Regions from separate parts of the Sus scrofa genome. Here region 1 is linked to region 2. A link is a contact called in public Hi-C data. All regions are on one chromosome and are shown on one strand. Each heading gives the region's core, a stretch centred on a gene start, on an enhancer-like site or on the middle of the called end of the contact. The rest is flanking DNA. Distances are from core to core; before and after follow the strand shown. Region 1 overlaps LOC106504207 (a long non-coding RNA gene). Region 2 holds the start of VGLL3 (vestigial like family member 3).

Evidence for each region. Hi-C and Micro-C count contacts between places; a contact is called where the count stands out from the background.
Region 1: a contact with region 2 is called in a Hi-C map of embryonic fibroblasts, with 2.4 times the contacts expected there. The contact joins the enhancer-like site here to the promoter of VGLL3 in region 2. A contact is called at or near these places in 1 of 5 promoter capture datasets (liver), 6 of 47 Hi-C or Micro-C datasets (adipocytes, embryonic fibroblasts, fetal skeletal muscle and 1 more) and 1 of 2 datasets of contacts at active chromatin or transcription factors (skeletal muscle).

The regions. Positions count from the first base shown.
Region 1 is chr13:169,004,191-169,008,428 of Sscrofa11.1, forward strand. All of the region lies in intron 3 of LOC106504207 (a long non-coding RNA gene), which reads left to right. Among named protein-coding and RNA genes, the nearest start is that of VGLL3, 220 kb to the left of the region's middle. Within about 2 kb of position 1,426, at least 12 of the 83 cell types and tissues checked have an H3K27ac peak or open chromatin away from gene starts, as enhancers often do. A contact at or near this core is called in embryonic fibroblasts and fetal skeletal muscle, where this site is marked.
Region 2 is chr13:168,788,532-168,792,252 of Sscrofa11.1, forward strand. It overlaps VGLL3 (vestigial like family member 3), which reads left to right and starts at 2,045. Exons shown (of 4, transcript NM_001143929.1): 1 at 2,045-2,174. The coding sequence starts at 2,049.

The DNA.
Region 1 (4,238 bases), core at 176-2,675, 220 kb after region 2:
AACTTAGACTTTTAGCTTTACACTTAGACAAGACTTTTGCCTTTTGAAATAACTTAAAAGTTTAGGGTAAATATTTTGTAAAAAGTAGTGATTATTTAGTAAGATTACCTAGTTATGATGCTTTTTTAGATTTTGTGAACCTGTCCAAATAACTCATGCTTTGTTTTCTCATTTATATCCATTCTTATCATATCTCATCAGATAGGGGTGAGGGTCAAATCTACTGATGTTAAATTTGTACGCAATAAGATGCTATACAAATGTTACTTAGTATTAATAATTGATTCTTATCACACTTGGCTAGAGTATTCTCATTTTCGTTTTAATTAAAAGAATAAATCACTAACACATATGCACACTCACATGCACACAGAGAAAAAGATAAGTTGACTTGATTAATTAGGTGGTTCAAGAAATTTTTCTAGAACTTCCACATTTGCTGTCTTTCCCTCTGGAGGGTTTTTTGTTTGTTTGTTTGTTTGTTTTTTGATAAGAAATCACTTCTTTAACAATTCCAAATCCTCTCTGGAGATGGGGCTGAGGCCTGGGCAGGACCAGGTGTTAAATTGCCCGAGGGTAATTAAGTTAAATTCTTGAGACCCTTGGGGTTGATAAATTAAGGTGTCATTCCCTTTTTCATTTGGAAGAATTGTCTCAAAATAAAGTATCTCACAGCAAATTGCAGGTACCCAAAAAACGGTTCCGCAAGCAAGAGAGTGTACTTGTCTTTCCAGTTTGCTCCTAAGCAAGGAAGCAGTGGGTTAGCTAAATGTCCACACTTCCTCTTAGTTGTCTTTATCTCTCTCTCACATCAGTTAATATTTTCTGTCTTTTTTTTTTTTTTTTTTTTTTTTTTTTAGGGCTGTACCCTTGGCATATGGAAGTTCCCAAGTTAGGGGTCAAATTGGGGCTACAACTACCAGCATACACCACAGCCACAGCAACACAGGATCTAAACCACATCTGTGATGATCACTGCAGTTCATAGCAACACCTGGATCTTTAACCTACTGAGAAACGCCAGGGATGGAACAACAGTCAGGTTTGTTACCTGCTGAGCCACCATGGGAACTCTGGTTAATATTTTAATTATCAAAGTAATTTCTGATAAGGCCTGTGTGTATAGGAAATATAACTGGAATTTTCATAAATTCTAAAAGCAATGCTATGCGGTTGGATTTTTTATGGCATCTTTTCTTGGAGGTAACAGTGTACCTGCTCCATTTCAGGTTCAAACGTCCACCCCACAGAAGCACATAATACTTTCTGAAAGATCCCTCTACTGGGTGGATAGCAATAAATCCCTCCTCAGTCAGACAAGTTGGCCTTTATTTTTTGTATTGCTCTGGGCATCTCACATGACATTCCCAAATAAGGTATTGTACTACAAGCCTGCTATGGTTGCTAGTAATGACTTAACTGCAAAGGAATTATAACAGTATGAATAACAGTGGTTTGCACTGTGAATGTCCTCGCTACTCCAAAAATGCCAGAGCAACAAATATAAAATGCTTCTCATTTGCCAGTTTGAAAGGAGTAAAAGTCAGAGGACTACAACTGCTGCTAATCTGTAAACACTGATTGTTCATTCAACAGCAGGAAGGAAAACAATGTAAAACAAGCCATGGCATTAGCCATTCTGCTGTGTACAAAGGCAGTTACATTAGGGGAATGAAAATTAAATAAAAATTATATTCAAATACAAGACATTTGGGTGGGAAAGCAGTTTTGCTTGCTAACTTGTTAAATAGGAAATGCTTGTGCATTTTGTCTTCAGGTTTTTTTAGGATCACAATACTATTGTTATGGAATATATGTCTTTTCCACTATGTTTTATCTAACATTATAAATCAATGGCAAGGAATTACAAAATTTATATTTTTAATTATATTTTATACCTCTTGCTTCCAAAAAGGATTTGAGTTACTTTATAAAATAAATACAACATCTTTTTTTTTAAGTACAGAAATTTATTTAAAAGACCAGATAGATAGTAAATGACAGTTATTTACACGGCATGTGAGGATAAACATGATTAAAGAGTTTACTTACTCAATGTTCAGTAAATATTCCTATAACATATGTACAACTTAAAACATTTATTTACTGAACTGATTTTTAAACTCTAGAATTGTAATTTACAGTTAAAGATTACAGGTTGGATACAACTCTTGCATCATATTATAGATTAGGTTAGTGAATTGAGCACACATCCATTTCACAGGAGGTGGAAAATTGAGAAACTTCTCAATCTAGAGAATGAATGAGTGCTTCTTGGCTGCTAGAACTTTGATAAATATCATCAAATACAGGACTTTTCATGTTGCAATGAGTAACATTTAATTCATAACTATGAATCAATGCTGCATTCCATTAATAAAAGGCAGACACATTTTGCTCCGCCAGCTTATTGTTAAGTGTCTTTGGGCTCTAATAGATCAGATGTGTGGACTCTCTAAATTAATTAAAAAATCCACCTACTTGGATATTCCTTTTATCCAGATATCCTTTCCATTAAAAATGATGCTAGTCTAATTTAATTGCTTTATTTCATGACCTCACAAGGGTGTTCATTTGTCTAAATATCCTTTTTCTAATGCCTCAAATATAGCATGGTGAAATCTTGGCAAGCCAGATGCATGAATGTTAGGGATGACTTTCACGACTTCAGTTACCCTTAGAGGTTTATTGGCAGCTCCACTCTCAGAAGAGCCATGGCTGTAGAAATTGACTTCTTCCGCAGTGAGAGCTGCACTTCACCCTCTCCTCTTGCTCTCTACGTTTCAATGTTCTGTTGCTCCCCCATGGGACAAGAAATGGCTTACACTTGAGATTCTTGAACGATTGCCAGAAAGGAATTTACCCTGAGAATTGCCATTTTCCAGGTTCCCATAGCGTGCTGTAAACCCAATTATCCAAGCTGGGAATGAGAGACTTGCCTGATATGAATATAGGAGTAAAGATCTAGATGATAGTCATAATGAATGACAGAGTTATCTTCTTAGGGGTGTGGGTAGAAGGGTCTCTCCTACCTCATTTTGACATTCTTATAAGAAAATTAATATTCACATTCATATTAACAGCCTTACGTCACTGAAATCACATATAGACTATGGCATGAGACATACTACTCAATATCATGTCTTAGTTCCAAATATTTAAGTATTTTCTCACTTTTTAAACTAGGTCAGGGGTTGACAAACTATGGATGGCAAGCCCAGTGGGGTCTGCTCTCTGTCTTTGGTAGGCCCACAAGCTACAGAATGATTTTTTAAGTCATTGAAAGCAACCAAAAGAGAAGTAACGTATCATGGCATGTGAAAACTACATGAAGTGCAAATTTTAATCTCAATAAGAAAAATGTACCTTTGAACGCAACGCACTTGTTTATATATTGTTTATGACTAGTTTTACACTACAACTGCAGAGTTGAATAGTTGCAACAGAGACCTTATGGCTCAGAAAGTCTCTGATATTTACTATCTGGCCATTTACAGAAAAAAGTCCCTACTTGCCAACTGGATTGTATAATCTTTAGGGTCAGAAACCACACTGTGTGCATTTTTAACATCCTTCAGATTGAAGAAAACATAGGATGTTCTCAATGACAATTCACTGTTACCCCAAGGTGACTGCCAATTCAAAATAGGCATAAGCTCTACTTGTCATCAGAGAACATTGTGGTCTAGAGGAATTTTATAGCTTATGAGCAGGACTCCTAGTGTTCACAACAGAGGGTTGCACATTGAGGAAATGGCCTATATAATTAATTACTTGCTGTACCTTCATTCTTCATATGGATAAAGTTTAAACTTAAATTATTGGAGAGATAAAGGAAAGGAAAAGGGAACACACACTGATAGTAAAGTTAAAAAGACAAGGAAATGGAAACAGTACCAGTTTAGAATATAAAACCTACCATGTGTGTGACAGGTACCTATTATGATTTTTTTTCCTTTAATGCTCACAAAAATCCCTTAGACTGGTTTTATTACTATCACCATCTCAGTGTTTGAGAAACAGAGGTCTGTGGTTAAGGAACTTCTACAGGTTTGAAAAGTTGGGGAAACTCGATTAGAATGCAGGTCTGACTTGTCCTCAGTATGTATTTGTTATGGGGTGCACTTCTGTGCCCCCTACCCCCAAATTTAGATATTGAAGTCCTAATAGCACCTCAGAATGTGACTGTTTGGAGATAGAATCTTTAAAAAGGTAATTAAGTTAAAACAATTGGGTGT
Region 2 (3,721 bases), core at 795-3,294:
TGATGGTTGTCAACTTGAGAAAAGGCAGTAATAAACATTTCAAGTAAATTTGCATATATCTTACTGATGGGACCACTCTTCCATTACAAAGAACACAAAGTCTAAACTGTGAAAGCCCTTATTGAATATATTTTTAATATTCAATGGATGAAAGAATGAGTAAATAGGAGCTGCTATGAGTAGCAAAGAGTTCCTATCCAGTTATTATAGTTTGTGTATTTGAGTTTATGAGTGAGGGCATGTGTGAGTATATATGCATTTATATTCTTGTGTGTCTGTGTAGTTATACATAACCACATACACATTTATATAAAGATTAAGAATATAAACAATATATTGGTGCTGTACCTATGTATTAGTTTGCTAGGGCTGCCATAACAAAATACCACAGACTAGGTGGCTTAAATACAGAAATTATTTTGTCACAGCTTTGGAGGCTAAAATCCAAGATCATAGTATCCTCAGAGATAACTTTTGGTGAGGCTTCTCTTTCTGGCTTGTAGACTGAGGAAGATGAAGGATGAATCTCACTGGATATCACAAGGCCTTTCCTCTGTGCTAAAGCAGACAGATCTCTAGTATCTTTTCCTCTTCATAAGGACACCAGTCCTAGATTAGGGCCCCATTTTTATGACTTCGTTTTTAACCTTAATTACCTCCTGGTAGGCTTTGTTTCCAAACACAGTCACACTGGGGGCTAGGCTTTAACACATGAATTTTGGGGGACACAGGTCAGCCCATTACTACCATCAGTATTTTGACATCCTGGTTAACTTCTCCTCAAAGGACAATCTGTGTAAAACAAAGAGAATGTTCTGTGTCATATATACTTGTTAAAGGTCAGAGAGTTTGTTTATTTATAAAATAGGTATAATTCTTTTTTTACTTTATCTGATTATATTGAAATATATTGTATTCTAGGAACATTTTCATTTCAGAGAGGGCTGTAAGCCACTTGCACATAAATAAACCTTTAAATAATAGCTAGATGGGTTTAATCGACTGTTGTTGTCTGTTGCTCTATGGCAACCAGGCTGAAAAAGCCAGAAGAGGTTGACATCCCACAAGGGCGTCATACCATGAACGTGTAAACTTGAAGCGGAGATTGCTTGTAGAAAACCGTGTTGCATTCTTGGCATGTGTGCACTTGCAATGAAGTTAACTTTCACTTATGGTTATATTTAATGTAGGAGCTAATCCCAGTTTATTTTGCGCCTACTCTGCTTTACCCCTTCGTGCACTTGCCCTTCGTTTAGCCTTGGCCTCTACGTTGGTGTTCCTTGTAAATTTCCTTGTGTCTGGGAAGCCCTTGCCCTGGCGGCCAGGTGACAGGAGACAGGGTGGGAACCCGCGGAGCTTTAAGGGCGTGGAGCCTCTCGCATACCATTCCCGCCTACCACCGCCCAACTGCCAGGAGGCGGAGAGGGCCTCCAACTTTGCTCCAATCCGCGGCCGGCCCTCCCCGGGGTCCCCTGCTGGGTGACCCGCCCGCCACTGACGGAGTCGAAGGAACTTCGCTGAGCTCCGCTTCAGAGCCCGGGAAGGCGAGGTGCTCCCCCTCCTCCTCTGCCCTCCCTCTGCCCCCGCCTCCCGGTCCTCGCCCAGCCGGGATCGCCAGCGATAGGACGAGCCCCGGGCGTGCATTGTGTATATGCAAACCAGAGGCCAGCTCCCCAGGTCTGCGCGACCCGGACGGGGCTGCGGCAGCGGCTGGCGCTGCTTGGGGTGCCGCAGCCCTCGCCGGAGCCCTGCACTGTCATGCCCCCGCCGCGCGGCGGGCCAGTGCGTCCCCGAGTCGCTCTATAAGCGCAGGCCAGGGGACACCACCCGGAGGGGCTGAAGATGAGGGTGCCCGCGCATGGGCCCCCGCTGACTGCCAACCCCTCCCGAGCCCGCGCCCCGCGCGGAGCCCGCGGCCGCCGAGGACCCGCCTTCGCCGTAGTAGCAGCTGGAGCTGCGACAGAGGCAGCAGCTGCGGCGCCGGCGCCGGTTGCGCTAGCGCGTAGAGCGGCGGCCGCAGCTCCGGGGCCGCCGCTGCCCCGGCTGCCATGAGTTGTGCGGAGGTGATGTATCACCCCCAGCCGTATGGAGCGCCCCAGTATCTGCCCAACCCTGTGGCAGCTGCAACCTGCCCCACAGCTTATTACCACCCGGCGCCCCAACCTGGCCAGCAGGTGAGTCAGCGACCGGGCAGCCTGCCGGGGGCGGGGGCGAGGGGCACCGAGAGTATCGGTCTTGGGATCCCGCGCTGTCCCTCTGGGACGGGTAGCGCGGAGGATGCTCTGAGACTTGAAGGAGCGCCCTTGAGCGGAAAGCCATAAGAAGAGAGGAGACAAGGCTTCAGAAAGGGACAAGCAGTCAGGTGGACAGGTAGGGATTCGAAATGAGGCGTTACCTGGCTAGGGGCTTCAGTGAGCTGTTGTCACTGGAGCTCAGAGGCTATTCCTCATAGCCACCCTACTCTTAGGGCTCAGTTCTCTGAAGCTTGCCAAGGGCATCTGTCTTAGGAGTATGTGAGTAAACTTAAACCAAATATTTTGTTTTCTCTGAAAGGTAAAGTGTTTCAGGGTTTTCTTGATTGAAGGGATGAAATGTGTCACTGACCTAGGGGAATCTCCCTGGACAGTGAACTCATAGAATGACTTTTCTGGGACTTTGCTAGTGGAACATGGGTCTAATTTATTATCTATCCAGTGTTACTAGAAGTTCTCTGTAAAGTCTGTCTTCTTCCCATACTGTGACTTAGAGGATAGGGATTGATCCCCGAATACCTCTTTCATTTTTAATTCCATCAAAGCAGAGAAGTGTTATGGTTCAGTCTACTGGCTGGAACCCTTCTCTTTCCCAGCCAAGGTGTAATCTTGTATCAGTGGATGCTGGATCTACACCACTCCAAGGGTGACTGAATGCTGTCTGATAAAAAAAGAGTTCAGGAATTAGGGAGATGATTCATTTCTTTCAGAAGGAAGAGTAGGGTCCTAAGGAATTTAGCACAAGGTACCCCTGGACATTCCTTTCTCGATGCCAACAGAGTGTGTGTCAAAGCTTAGTTAGCGTTATGTGGAACATGTATGTGAGCATGTGGCCAGGGGCTGTGCCAAAATACGGTCCTCAGACTTTGGGAATTAGGGTGTGTTGATTTGGTAAGACTTAAAAAAAATACAATTTCTATTCTCTGAGGTGGAGACACCTATCAGGGATTTAGATATGGTTCCAGTGTTAACATCCACAAAATTTATTGATTGATCTTTTTTAGTTTCTTAAAAACCATGTGTTCTATTGTGGTTTTCAGGGTTTGGCTCTTCAATTAATCTGGACACTTAATTTCTCTTTTTCCTCTACCTCTGCCTCTTTACTACATTTATTGTGCTACTCTTTAGAAAGAAATGTAACTTCTGTTCAGAATTTAGGGACTGAAATTCAGCTGATTCCAGAAGGGTATATACTTTAGATTTATCTGCTAAACAGTATGAGCTTGTATGAGCTTAAACAGGACCAACTAAGTCCCATTTTCTTACTATCTTTTTTTTTTTTTTAATATTCAGCAGTTTTAGGATTTCAAAGCAAGATTACTTTTAGGGAAGGGATTGGGAAAGCATTTTGTAATTTGTGATCAAGGGTGACAGGTTAAACATTTTGGTTATGCTGTTTGCTTTTCTTTGGCTTTAAATATAAAAGATACAAGTAAGAGAGAAAGCCATTTAGGTACAAGTCAAGCAAG